Regions from separate parts of the Gossypium hirsutum genome. Here region 1 is linked to region 2. Evidence: chromatin contacts called from public Hi-C data. All regions are on one chromosome and are shown on one strand. Each heading gives the region's core, a stretch centred on a gene start, on an enhancer-like site or on the middle of the called end of the contact. The rest is flanking DNA. Distances are from core to core; before and after follow the strand shown. Region 1 holds the start of LOC107949523 (F-box protein SKP2B). Region 2 has its middle 27 kb from the start of LOC107949844.

The links. A called contact is a pair of places that touch in the nucleus more often than the background predicts.
Region 1: a contact with region 2 is called in a Hi-C map of callus, with 2.0 times the contacts expected there. The contact joins the promoter of LOC107949523 here to the enhancer-like site in region 2. A contact is called at or near these places in 2 of 34 Hi-C or Micro-C datasets (callus and leaf).

What each region holds. Positions count from the first base shown.
Region 1 is chrD03:18,121,019-18,128,003 of Gossypium_hirsutum_v2.1, forward strand. LOC107949523 (F-box protein SKP2B) reads left to right here and starts at 3,496. Exons shown (of 5, transcript XM_016884190.2): 1 at 3,496-3,624; 2 at 4,271-4,600; 3 at 5,582-5,930; 4 at 6,001-6,142; 5 at 6,625-6,985. The coding sequence starts at 4,344.
Region 2 is chrD03:17,690,312-17,697,558 of Gossypium_hirsutum_v2.1, forward strand. No RefSeq gene overlaps it. Among protein-coding and RNA genes, the nearest start is that of LOC107949844, 27 kb to the left of the region's middle. Within about 2 kb of position 2,145, at least 8 of the 9 cell types and tissues checked have an H3K27ac peak or open chromatin away from gene starts, as enhancers often do. A contact at or near this core is called in leaf, where this site is marked.

The sequences.
Region 1 (6,985 bases), core at 2,246-4,745, 430 kb after region 2:
TTCTTGTCACTATGCATTTTGGAATTAAATAATATATTAAATGTAAAAATATAATTTTTTAATAAAAGTTATTTTAAAAATAAAATGTGAAATTGATACCAATATAAAATTTTAACACGAATATTTTATGGCATAATTAATAATTCAATTTCAATATAAATATTCAATATGACTAAACAATTTAATAATATAAATAATATAAAATGTGAAATTTAATTTAATAATATAAATAGTAGATATAAATAAAATTATTACTGTTTATGTTTAGTGATTTTTTTTGGATAATTTTGATTTTTTATTTTAGAGTAAAGGGTGAGAAGTAAAAGTTTAGGGGGAAAATAAAAAGTTTTGGAGAATAAAAGTTTGAGGGAAAGTAAATGGGGGGAGTAAAATTTTGGAGGGAAAATATTAAAAAAAATTGGAGGGGGGAGGGTTTGGGGTAGATGGGAGGTGGGATGGGAAGGGAATAAAAGTTTTAGGGGAAAAGTGGGAGGAAGTAAAAAATTGTGGGGGAAAATAAAATGTTTTGAGGGTTTTTTGGAGTAAAATTTTGAGAAAAAGTAAATGTGAGAGTAAAATTTTGGTAGGAAATGAATTTTGGGTAGATTGGGGGGTTGGGAGGGGAGGGGAGTAAAAGTTTTGGGGGAAAAGTGGGAAGGAGTAAAAGTTTTAGGGGAAAAGTAAAAAGGTTTGGGAGTTTAGGGTAAAAATATAAAATATTATAGTTTAATATTCGAATTATTCGAATTATTCGAGTTATTCGAATTCGAAAACTCAACTCGATTCGAACTCGAAATTCGAAAAAAAAATTCGAGTTGATTCGAATAACTCAATTAACTCGAATAACTCGATTCATTTAACTCGAAATTCGAATTTTTTTTCGATTTTTTCGAATCGAATCGAGTTTTGCTCACCCCTAATCAAAAGTGTTTCATATTCAGTTGTACTTAATGGAGGGAAAGGGGATGAGTTCAACCCCACTAGAGGAATAAGGCAAGGAGATTCCATAAGCCCCCATCTATTCATCATTTATGCTGAATGTTTTTCAAGACTCCTTAACATCGTAAAAAAGGAAGGAAAAATTGAATGGGCAAAAGTGGGGAGAGGAGGGCTGTCAATAACCTATTTATTTTTCGTTGATGCTGGTATTTTATTTGGAAAAACAACAACAAAATGAGCTTTAGCTATAAAATCAATAGTCAATGAGTATGAAAAGATTTCTAGGACAATTGGTGAATTTTGAAAAATCATTAATTTACTTCAGTAACAACGCTAACGAGGCAGTCAAGCATCAAATAGGGAGTGATCTAGGGGTTTGTATATTCAATAATCCCAAAAAAATAACTTGGATTACCAACAATGGTGGGAAGGAGAAAGAGAAACGCTTTTGTAGAAATCAAGGAAAATTTTTTGACAAAAGTTAAAATTTGAGTATTCGTAATTTGTCCATTAGAAGGAGAGAGAGGTGTTTATCAAATCAGTTTTATAAGCCATCCCAATCTATGCTATGCAATGTTTCAAATTACCAACTTCATTATGTCGAGATTTAGAGAATATTATGTGTAAATTTTGATGGCAAAATGTAAAAACAAAAAGAAAAGGTATTCATTGGTGTAATTGGCGTCATTATGAATCCCTGAGGCACAAGGGGGATTGGGTTTAAAGATTTATCGTCATTTAAAAAAACCTTGTTGGCAAAGCAAGGGTGGAAGCTAATTACCAACCCCACAAGTTTACTCACGCAAGTCATGAAAGCGAAATACTACCCACGCAAGTTTACTTGCGCAAGTTTTCATTGCCTGCAAATCTCTTGGTACAATGTCACGAACATAATTAATCCCCTATTGAGTTGCATCACTTCTTTTAAGTCAATTAGTTGTAGGAGCCACCTTAAATGTACCAGATTTCGAGATTTATCTTGCATTAAAAGACCCTCGATTAACCTCAATATGAATGCTCGCACGTATTGTTGTCTTCCAACGATACTAGTGGAGCTATTAATATATGAAAAATTGTCTTCAACCATTTCATCTTTATCTGGCCACCACTAAACTGACCCGACACCTTGCCTAATAGTTGGTTGCAAATTGCGCTTCAGTCGCCAACGCTCACTACCCCCATAATAACGGCCCCATCAACCAATAAACTGAGCTGTAATGCTACATCCTCAAGTGTAATTGTACACTCACCATACGGAAGATAAAATATGTGTCTCGAGTCTCCATCTTTCCACCGAAGCGCTGATAAGTTCGAGCTTCAATTTAGTCCCCCCGAGCATACGAGACACATGCAAGAATCTCGCATCTTGCAGTTAGTGTTCAATTACACATGGTGCCCTTCCACTTAAATTGTGTATATACGTCTCAATTATTTGATCTTCGATCTGATCATATAAATATAAAAAATTTAAAATATTAATAATATTAACATAATAATTATATTAATTTAAAATAAAAAAATTGATAATATTTTCTTACTATTTGTAATTGGATGCCGAAAATGTGTTTGACATTCAAACGAATAAGAGGCCTTGATATTTTGAAAATTATAAAAATCAAAGAAATCAAAGAAATTATGAAATATAAAATTAAGACAAGAAGAATTTGAGAGAAATTGAATGAAAAAATTGAGAATAAAATAGTAGAGAGAATTAAGGGAATAGGATTGAATGAAGAAAAAAGAAAACAAGTATGTTTATATAGAAAATGAAATAGCCTTTGGGAAGCAAAAATGTAATTAGCTATTTGAAATTTTAATCGTCGAAAAAAAAATTGACCATGAGACGAAAATGTTTCCTATAGGAAGCGCTTTTCAACCCCTTGACTGCCACCTTAACTGAAAACGCTTCCAACTCTCTAAAATCGACCTATATTCTTAAGAAAAAAACGACTTAATTCCCTAATTAACTTTTAAAAGTGACATTTTTAACTAATTAACTCCACATTTATATAGTGTATATATATTTAGATACTTGTGTAAATTTCTATTGTTAGTACGCAAGGTTGTCCAAATTCTTTACTTTTTAAATATAAATCTTATTAATTATATATTTTCTTCTCCACACCTCAACACCAAGTAATAATAAAAATACAACAAACTTAATTTCTTGTTGATTGCTTTTCCGCGCGGCTTCGGTTTTAAACAAAATAAATAAATAAATAAAACAACACTTAACCTCAAATTTTCTCTCATTTAAGAAAATTCAAACCACTAAAGATAAAAGTCTTGATGTTACGTATTTAGATTCGAGATTATATATTTAGGTTCATACTTATAATTACTCCAACATGTATTTACTTATTTAATGTTATTGCTTGGAACTTGTTTAATTTTTCATTCTAAGTTTTGGACCTGGTTCCTTTCGTTACTAATCGCTATATTGATGACTTACGTTTTTGTGATTAGAAATAAATTTTTAAGTTGGTCCCACTACGTTTAATATCACATCACCGTCGATTCCCGACACGTGTCACCTTTGACGTCGCTAATTGGTTCCCTTTCTTTTTATTCCTTCTCTGATGTTTTAGTAAGTAAACTCTTGTTCGTTTTGTTTTTTTTGGGTAACAAAATCCATATGAACTTGGAGCAAAGCGAAGCAGGAAAACAAAGAAACCCAGTAAAAAGGTATGATCATAATCTTAATCTTCCATTGTTTCCTTCTTAATTTCTTAAAATTTGTTATTTGGTGATTGTCTCTTGTTTACTTTTGTTTGTTTCATCCGCTTTTCTTTTGTTTTATAAACTGAGCTGCTGCTTTTGAAGCGGGTTAAATTTTAATATTTTACATGAAAATTCATAATTTTAGCTTTCAGCTGGAAATGTTAAGTTTTGCAATCAAAGAAATGAGGTTGTTGCATTAAAGAAATGGGGTTGTTTTTGTTTCCTTTTCCAGTGATCATTTCTATTAGTTTTTGCATGTCCATCCCTCTGATATCCAATTTGTTGAACTATGGTATATGCCAAGAAGAGTTAACAAAAAAGGCCTCTTTTTGTTTCTCTTTCGAACAACCTGTTTGGTATATGCCAAGAAGAGTTAACAAAACTACTAAGAAAGTTAAAATTTTAATTTAGGGTATACTTTAGAAATTGCTAAAATTCTAGAAACTTGATTGTTTTTTGTGGTCTTCTGTAAAATATCTGCAAAGTTTCTTAAGGTTGTGACACATGGTTTCTGTTGTGTTTTCTAGACACTTGTCGCTTTACTAGACTGTGTTCACTGAATTCAATGTCCTTTTTTGGTTTTTTCTCATTCTAACTTTATTTTTATTAGTCTTTTGGGTTCTAGGACCAAGGGAATTTATAAGCTTGAGTAAAAGGCGGTGGTGAGTAGAAAGGAAAGTGAAATGATAGGTGAAGAAAAGGTGCGAAGTGAATTCTTGAACTTGTGCTTTGAGAAGCTGATGATGGTTGCTGCTGGAAATAGTGGTGAAGGAGTTAAGAGGAAGGGTGCGGTGATCACTGAGTGGAAAGATATTCCTATGGAGCTGTTGTTGAGAATTGTTTCCCTTGTTGATGATCGAACTGCTATTGTTGCTTCTGGTGTTTGTAGTGGGTGGAGGGATGCTATTTGCTTGGGCCTTACCCATCTCTGTCTCTCATGGTATCTGTTTTTTCCAATGTTCAAAAGTACCAATATTTGTGTTTTTCGTTGTTTCCGTCAACAATTGTTTGATGTTTATGTGCTTGTTTTGCAGGTTAGCTATTATTACCTCTAGAGTTCTGAACAGAACCAGGATTTACTCTAATATAAAGCAATAATTTGTAATTCATTTCCTGTTCTTTGTTTGCTTGTCTCTAGCTCTAAGGCAAACCTTTTAGTAGTTTTGGACGCATAGCAGCCCATAGATTCATTTGCCTGGCCTTCTAAGATATGAATATTGCTGTTCTTTTATAGCTTCAAGGAGGTTAGATCTTTTTAGTACTAGGGCTTTTATAAAGTCCTTCTTGATGCTATATCCTCATTAAGTGTCTGGGTTAACCTCATAAAGTTCCATTTTCAGTTAGCCCTTGATTATTGCCTTTACAATTGCCCGTGTCACTTTCTGTTTTAACTATAATTAACCAGCAAACTTGCATTATTTTTTGTTGAAGTACCATTCATTTGGCTATGCTTTTGATTTTTGAACCTTCATAAATGATACGAGTTTACAAATAATGTTTTGGTCATTGTTCCCTTTTATGAATCTTGAAGAAAGTATTTGGTTGATTTAGGAAGATGTATTCAGTGTTCTCCAAGTTTGTAGCACCTAGTACGTTAGTTTCTGATAGGTAGGATAACATAATGCATGACTTGAAAACACTCTCCTAGTCGGGTTTATCAATTCTTAAATATATTTATCAATGTATATTGGTGGTTATGGTAGTATTTTTGTGCCCCACCTGATGCTTATTAACTTGCTTAACATTTAATCTTAGTAGTAATGGTTAAAGCTTGTTTGATGTGGAGATCTTGAAATATCTTATATCTACCTTATTGGTTGGAAACTTTTTCATATTATGCTTGGCTGCATTTAGATTTGTCATTTTATTTGTGGTAGTTTACTTCCTCGCTAAAATTGGGTTGTGTGGTATCTTGCTGCAGGTGCTGGAAGAACATGAACAACTTGGTTCTATCCCTTGCTCCTAAATTTACCAAATTGCTAACTCTCGTACTACGCCAAGAAAATCCGCAGCTTGAGGACACTGCTGTTGAGACTATTGCGAAATTCTGTCATGATCTGCAGGATCTGGACCTCAGCAAAAGTTTCAAGCTTGGTGATCGCTCATTTTATGCTTTGGCCCATGGTTGCCCTAATCTTACAAAACTTAACATCAGTGGCTGCACATCATTCAGTGATGAAGGTCTTGAATATTTGACTAAATTTTGTCGAAAACTAAAAATATTAAATCTCTGTGGATGCGTTAAAGCTGCAACTGACTGCGCATTGCAGGTAGGAACAATACTATTATTTACTTGCTGATTAGAAAATTGACTTACTTGATTCAGAAATATTGGTATAGGCTATTGGACAGAACTGCAATATGTTGCACTCTTTAAATCTGGGATGGTGTGACAACGTTGGTGATCTAGGAGTTACGAGTCTAGCATATGGATGCCCTGATCTCAGATGCCTTGACTTGTGTGGCTGTGTCCGCATAACAGGTATTGCTTTCATTGGGTTCATATTCGGTATTTACAATGTAATATAACTTACTGCTGTGACATTGAAATTCAACATATTGTTTCAGTTCCAAATTCCAACACTCTTGCCTAATTCATCTCCCTTTGAAATTTGACATGGCATTTTGCTTCCACGTATATCTAGTGAAGTCTGGCAGCACCTAGTGCTAATGGTTGTCGGTAGACAATTTAAAATTATGCATTCGTATTCTCAAATGTGGATACCATCTATTTATTGACTTTAAATTGGCTTCCCTATAATCCAGTTTAAAACATATGTGAAGTTTGCATGAGAGTGGACTACAATATCAAGAAACTTTTACCGTCATTTCTAGCTTTTGAAGCAGGTTGATGTTCAGTCTTCGAATAACTAAGCTTGTTTACCATTTTCACTTTCAAGAACAGAAGGCAAACATTGCATGCTTTGAAGATGAAGACTGATCAGCTTTTACATTGTATTGCAGATGATAGCGTGATTGCTTTGGCAAATGGATGTCTCCATTTGAGGTCGCTTGGTCTGTACTATTGCCGGAATATCACAGACACGGCAATGTACTCACTGGCTCACAGCCGAGTGAAGAACAAGGCTTCAATCTGGCAGTCCATGAAGGGTAGATATGATGAGGAAGGTCTTAGAAGTCTGAATATAAGCCAGTGTACTGCACTAACTCCTTCAGCTGTTCAGGCATTATGTGATACGTTCCCTGCTCTTCACACCTGCTCTGGAAGGCATTCCCTCGTCATGAGCGGCTGCTTGAACTTAACGTCCGTGCATTGCGCTTGTGCAGTCCAATCACACCGCACACTAAACAGTATTCTCCATAC
Region 2 (7,247 bases), core at 895-3,394:
CCTTAAGTACCAATTTGGGAGAAGATGGCAAGTTCAAATACCAATTTTATATTTAACCTTTAATATAATTTAAGAAATTAAAAAAGTTAAAAGTTAATTTTAATCCAATATTGACTAGAGAACACTCTCATATATCACATTTGTCTTATAAATAAATGACAATTTCTTCACTATTTTTATTAAAAAGTTAATTTTAATTCCACAATTTCTATTAGTGACAGGCTTTCTTTTTTTATCAGCTTTTATTTTTACCTTCAACTCTTTGTTTTCGTGATTGAATTTTTTTTAAAAAATTCAAAAGGGTGTCTCTTAACACATTGATGACACCCACTTAAAAAGAAATATTTTTTTTATTTTTCTCTCATCGTGTATACATGTAAAAATACGAGTATTTTTTTAAAATGCACACTAGACAGAACTCCTCTAGACCCGACTTTTTACTGGGCCTTTCAACCAACTATTTTAATCTTTTAATTAAATATGTATGAAGTATTAACATTCTTTTTGAATGTGAGAAGTCGTAGTGTGAACAAATAAAAAGAAGAGGAAAGATAAGCAAAATTTATCTTTTACTACATTATAATAGACACATTAGAATAGCCTCTTTGCTCATTGTAAAAAGAGAAAAAATACAAAATAAAATAAATAAAGAGAGGGTTTACTCTCATATACCTAGCTAGATAAGTACGTATTATGTCGATCCATATAAATTAATTTGTAGACTAAATACTCATACAAATTAATCATATGCCAGGAACTAGATTTGAACTGGTGACACGAGGATTTTCAGTCCTCTGCCCTACCAATTGAGCTATCTCGACCATTATCGACGCATTATCCTCATAATATTAGGTGTTGCCTGACATAGTGATGTCACAAAAGTTTTTTTTTTAAATGTAATGATTAGCTGATGATTAGGTGAAAAGTTGGGTGGTGCTAATTAATTTTTTAACTAATTAACTAGTTTCACTGTACAAACAATCCATTTTAGTAAATAATTTTCCTAAACCCATTTTTTTAACTAATTAATTTTTTAAATTATTTTTATAAAAAAACCCTGCTATCCATTGCAGTATCTAACCTTCCTTTTAGTTCGAGCTAACTCAAAATTGCGTGAATAAAGATTCTTCAAATCTCTTCAAAGTGTAGTCACTTGAACATACATACAAGAGGAAATGTTTAAAGTACGGAGCAAACCAAGGGTTCTCTCCCCATATTGGTATCTTACTGGTTGAAACGGTAGTAGATTTACAATGCTTATCTATGACGTGGCAACATCGACGAGCCATATTATTGATCACTCATCTAAAGTCTCATATTCAAATTGGCATGAAATTTGCATCGTAATTATCACCTCAAATTGCCAAAAAATAGAAACATTAAAAATTTAATTTATTATTATACCTAAATTAATTTAAATGAAGTTGTAGCCTCTTTATAAAAATAATATTAAAAATTAATTAATTACAAAAATGGGTTGTTTGTTGTAGTAGCTTTGAGTACCGCCTAACACATTGGCGGTACTAGTGATTTTTTTCCTTTAAAAATTTGATAGAAAATAAAAAACTTGAAAAAGTGAAAAAAAAATTGTGGTGCTGCCTAACACATTGGCAGCAGCGATAATTTTTAAAAAAAAATTTGATAGAAAAAAAAGAGTTGAAAAAGTGAAAAAAAAATAAAAATTGATTTATGGTTCCAACACTAGATAACAACATATTCCCTTCATTTAATGCGTTAGTTGCGTTTGTTGTTCGGGTTTTATCTTGCTATTATACTTAAAAAAATGCCTTAGTGGCTCTTTCATGCATTTAATGTCTTAATGTCTTTTCCCTACATTTAATACTTTATCCTAAAATAATAAGTTTTTTATTTAATCAAGGTTTGTCATTTGACACATTAGTGACACCAATTAAAAAAATATTTTTTATTTTTTAGAAAAAAATTCATTGATACTGTGTGTATCAAACGAGGCTTAAAATTAGTGTAGCAAACATCATTTTTCATAATTAATTTGATCCTCAACCTCTTACTATAATTAATTAATTTTTTAATATTATTTTAATTAAAAAAAAGGAGGGAGCATGGGAGTGGTTAGTGGGGTCAAACTCCAAATAGGCACGTGAAGGCTCTAATAATAATGAGGTCATGTATGAATCATCCCTTTCTTGCTAATATTTATAAATTTGTACAGCAATTGTTTATTGAATTAATATAAAGGTTGCCTCTTCATTCTTAAACTATATTTGTTTGTTTAGATTACTAATATATTTTTCAAAAATTATATTTAATAGATGGTTAGTGTATAAATCTATCAACTAACAATAAACTGTATGATGTGATGTGATAAATTTTTTAATTGCCATTTAATTATCTATTTTTATTTTTAAAAGATTTAATAATTATGCATCCATTTATACCTTAATGACGTATCAGAGTTATCCAAGGAAAAAAAAGAACACGTGGGATGCGGGGGCCATACCATTAAAGCAAAAATGCGCATGCCCTTGTGCAGCTGGGTTTGTCGTTGAACGCTTAAGACCCATAAATCCAACATTAAAAGGCCTCCCATTTTTCCCACTTCATCTTTCCTTTCAAACTCCATTCATTATTCCTGCTCTTTTGTTAATCAAGTAGAGATCAGAGGATGAGTGAAGGCAACAACCAAGGCGGCAGCCGCAGTGGAGATGATGGAAGTTGTAGAGATCCTGGAAGCAGTAACAGCAGGCCGCCGAAAACGCCTCAGACACCCATTAGCGACCCACCAATGAAGCCACCACAGAGGGGAGGTGTGATGAAGAGGATTATAAAAGATTTTGGCAAAACCTTGTCTTCTCACTCTTAAACCGCTTAGATTATTATAGTCTCGTCTCTTCCATATGTTTAATTATGTAGTGAGCAGCTAGAGATCAAAATAACCCACAGACGAAGTCTAGGATAAGGGTTTGTGTGTTGGTTTGTCTAAAATTATTTCTCTATATTATGAATCCAAGATACCCCAAAGAAACTGAAAGGTCCAATTTCACTACGTGGTTGTTGATTCATGTAAATTAATCAATGTATGATGATGTGTTGAAAGTTGGCAACAAGGCAGCGGCAAGGAAATGAATGTGTAATTTGGATGTTTGAATTTTTTGTAATATGTAAACTAAGTCTTGTCTGATTGTAATTTTGTTTTTGCTAAGGTTAGTCAGCTACTTAGCTGATTTAGTAGCTTCTTAGATTATCATTAAGCTGATTTTACAGCTTGCATACTAGCACAAGTTATGTTTTGTTTTCTTCCAATTAATGTAATGAAGCTATTTATGCACATTGTATTGCTCCAATCAATTTTTCCTCTCAATCGATTTGCTTTTGCTTCTGTTTTCATCTTTCAAACACAAATTTTCTTTGTTTTGATCTTTGGATTCCGAAATAACTCAACATGATGTGAATAATAAATCCAAATTTTATTGGTAATCTGTGCTTTGATCTATTTAAACTCTTCCCAGGATTTGTGAAATTTAGCACACAACAGAAAACTCGTAAAAATGTTATTCTGATATGAATGCAGCATCCAATTATATAGAATCCATGTTCTTTAAACCCAAAGTTTCGTGCATCTGATCTCTTCTTGTATGAATCATGCTCAGTTGCAAAATATCTTATTGTCACCAGTGCAATTTTTTACTTTATAAAAGCAAGCTATGTAATTTCTGGATAAGGTTGATTTCATGCTAGTGGGAACTTTAACTATACTAAGGACAGTAGGAGAAAGGCTGCTATCGTGTTCCGTGAATCACAAATTAAAGACAACTTGGGGGCCTGTTCTCAATTGTAAGGTTGATATACCTGATTATAGTAGTGAGATTGACTATCGCGAGATTAAAATAAATAGCGAGATTGACCATCTTATGATTTCAGTAAAATGTGATTATTAAGAATATTAGTGATGGAAAACTTAATTGAACTTTTGATGTACATTGAAAAGTTTAGATTAATATTTTAGGAAAGTTCTATTATTACATTTAGTTAACCAAATGGTTTTATGGGAATGTAATCATAATTTATGATATTATTTTTACTAAATAAAAGATGATATTTATGTAATATTTTACTATAACAATTATTATTAACAAATATTTAAATTAAATATTTAAAAATAATATTTTAAATGATAATTTTTAAAATTATCATTTGAATTTATAATTTTAATTGAAAAAAGAAATTGTTTCAAAATCTTGTATATATTACCTAAATAAAATTATGCATATATAAAACTTATTTTTACATGTTTTGCACTTATACTTTGAATATTGCTAGCACTGTGATGGTGTGCAGTACTATTAGAAGGTTGAGGGAAGAAAGTGAGAGTTGAACCTAGAATATTGACATATTTAACTTTTGTAGGATGTTTTTGCATGTTTCAACTCTAGTCTTGTTGAAATTTCTTTTGACAATATATCATAAGAGAAAGAGAGAAAAGAAATAGAAAAGAAATATAATATTTAAATTATATATTGTATAGTTGATTAAATATGTACGTTAAAAGTAAAATTGGGAAAAAAATTCTTACTTTCAAAGGATCGATTGAAGTAAAAGAGAGAATCAATTAAAGGCAACAACTTTTTTTTTTTTTGGCATAATAACTCTTTTGCTGTTTAACTTTACAAAAAATAAAAGTCATTTTAGTTTATTTCATGTTTTGTCTCTTTTAATCATTGAACTTAGATTGTCAAATCACCTTAAATGGATGAAAAAATTAACATTTGTTAGTTTTACTGATGTCTCGTTAGCAATTAATTAATTTTTAAAAAAAACTAAAACTATTTTTTTATATTTTATAATTTAAATTTTTAAAAACATTTTTTTATATTTTTTATGAATTTTTAAATTTTAAAAAATTAATTAATTACTTACATAGCATCCACATGACAATTCATGTATATGCCACATCAGCAAAGTTAACAAATGTTAACTTTTCTATCTATTTTGGGGTGATTTGACAAACAATGCAAGTTTAAGAGCTAAAAAAGATAAATAATTAAATGGATGGCTAAAATGACTTTTTTTTTTCTTCTAAAGATGGAGAACCAAATAAGTTATTATGCCCTTTTGATAATGCTTAATAGACTAATACTATAAACCAAAATAAAATAGGATTAATTTTGTTTTAATATTTTTTTAACCTTCCAACCTATATGGGAAACTAAAATTTTCACTATTTATCATCGTAATTACATTGCCAACTTTATGGGAAAGTAACTCTCAAGGAAAAGTTAAATTCCAAATAACATAAATATATTTCAGCATATAAAATATTGGAATCATATTCAAACTAATTAAAACCCCAATGATCACTTTCCATTATACAAAATATTATCTTATAGTAAAAAAAACCAAAATAATTATTAAGGAAATTAAACTACTATTATATAAAAAATATTTTAGTATATATAATTAATTATATAAATTAATTTGAAGTATTTAATAATATTTATAAATATAAACACATTTCTTTCAAAAAAAAATATGTAACACCCTATACCCGACCCGATTGCAAGGTCCGAGTTATAGAATATCACATTCGTTGCTAGAGCAATTACGATTAATTATACACAAATTCCATCATTAAACATTTAATTACGAGTATTACATGCGTAAAACACGATAAATAATCATTTCTAGGTCATTTATGAGCTTATGAAAGCTCAATACCATCTTGGGGGTTGAACGAGGACCAAATTGCAACGTTTTCAAAACTTTCTAGACTGGTGTCGCAACTTCCAAGGTTTGGTGTCACGATCTTGAAGTTAGTAAGCAAGCTTCCTAACCTGAGGACCAAATTATAAAGTCTTCAAAAGAATACCAAGTCGATGTAGTGACATCAAACAGGGGACATCGCGATGAGGAGGGCTAGTGTCGCGACATCCTGGGGGTGGAGTTGCGACTTCCTCGACAGACCACTATGTTCCTAACTTCCATTTGATTCAACCTAGCATAAAAAAAAAGCATAGTTGGCCTTAAAGTCCCAATTGACTATCTAACAAAAATAAGACATGCTCACTATACAAATTCCAGACCTTGTTCAATCAACATCATTAAATCGTCTAACTTACCATTCAAATCCCTTTTTAAAATCTATTGACTCATTCATATTTATTTCGGCCCCTAGGGCTCGTTTTCATTTGATTAGCAGAGTAGCTTATGTGTTTTCTCTATCATAACCTTTATCTATGCTTGTCATCTTGGGTTGCTCGATAATGATGGTTCACACTATTTAATATTTTACCCTCCCGGATGGCCCAACAACGATAGTTTTTACAATTTTTACATTTTACCATCTCGGGTGGCCCATCAACGATGATTTTCAAAATTTTTCTTATTCCACCATCTTAAATAGCCCGACAACGATGGTTTTCACTATATACATATCCTACCACCCTGGATGGCCCGACAATCATAGTTCAACCTAAGGCAAGCCAACTAATTCAATGTTAGTCGGGACCGTTAATAAGGTAACATTAAACCAATATACATTATAACCACATACCACATTTCAATCTCATTATCAATTCATTTCATACATCGTATATCATTTAGCAAGTCATATTGTACTCGTTTTTATCATACTAAGACCAATTCACAGTTCCGACATTCAACACTGTCACACAATTCAATCCGATCCTCTATCTCGATATCAATATCAATCACACCAATTCAATTCATACAATCATTATATACTCACCTCAATATTCAAACGTGCAATTAACATGTATATACAAACAATTAAATCGATCCCAAATCATAAAAGTACAAACCGATGGATTGATATTCACAGTTTTGACATTCTGCACTGTCACAGAATTTAATTCAATCCACTATCTCGATATTCAATATCAATCACACCAGTTCAATTCATACAACCATTATATACTCACCTCAACATTAAATCGTGCAATTAACATGTACATGCAAACAATTAAATCGATTCCAAATCATAAAAGTACAAACCAGGGTCTTGTGTCACTCGTCAACAGTTATTGCCTTTCTTTTTCCTCTTGAAGGTTCAACGTCGACATTAGCTATGTACAGTCACAAAACATACAAAAATATCAATTTCCATCCAATTCACAATCAAATATAAGTTAAGCATATTTTGCAACTTAGTCGCTAAACCCGAGACAAACATAACTTTCGATATAGAGCTTCACATTAAAATTTGATTTCACATTTACTCATTAGGGACCCTATACTTTCTATTCCTAGCA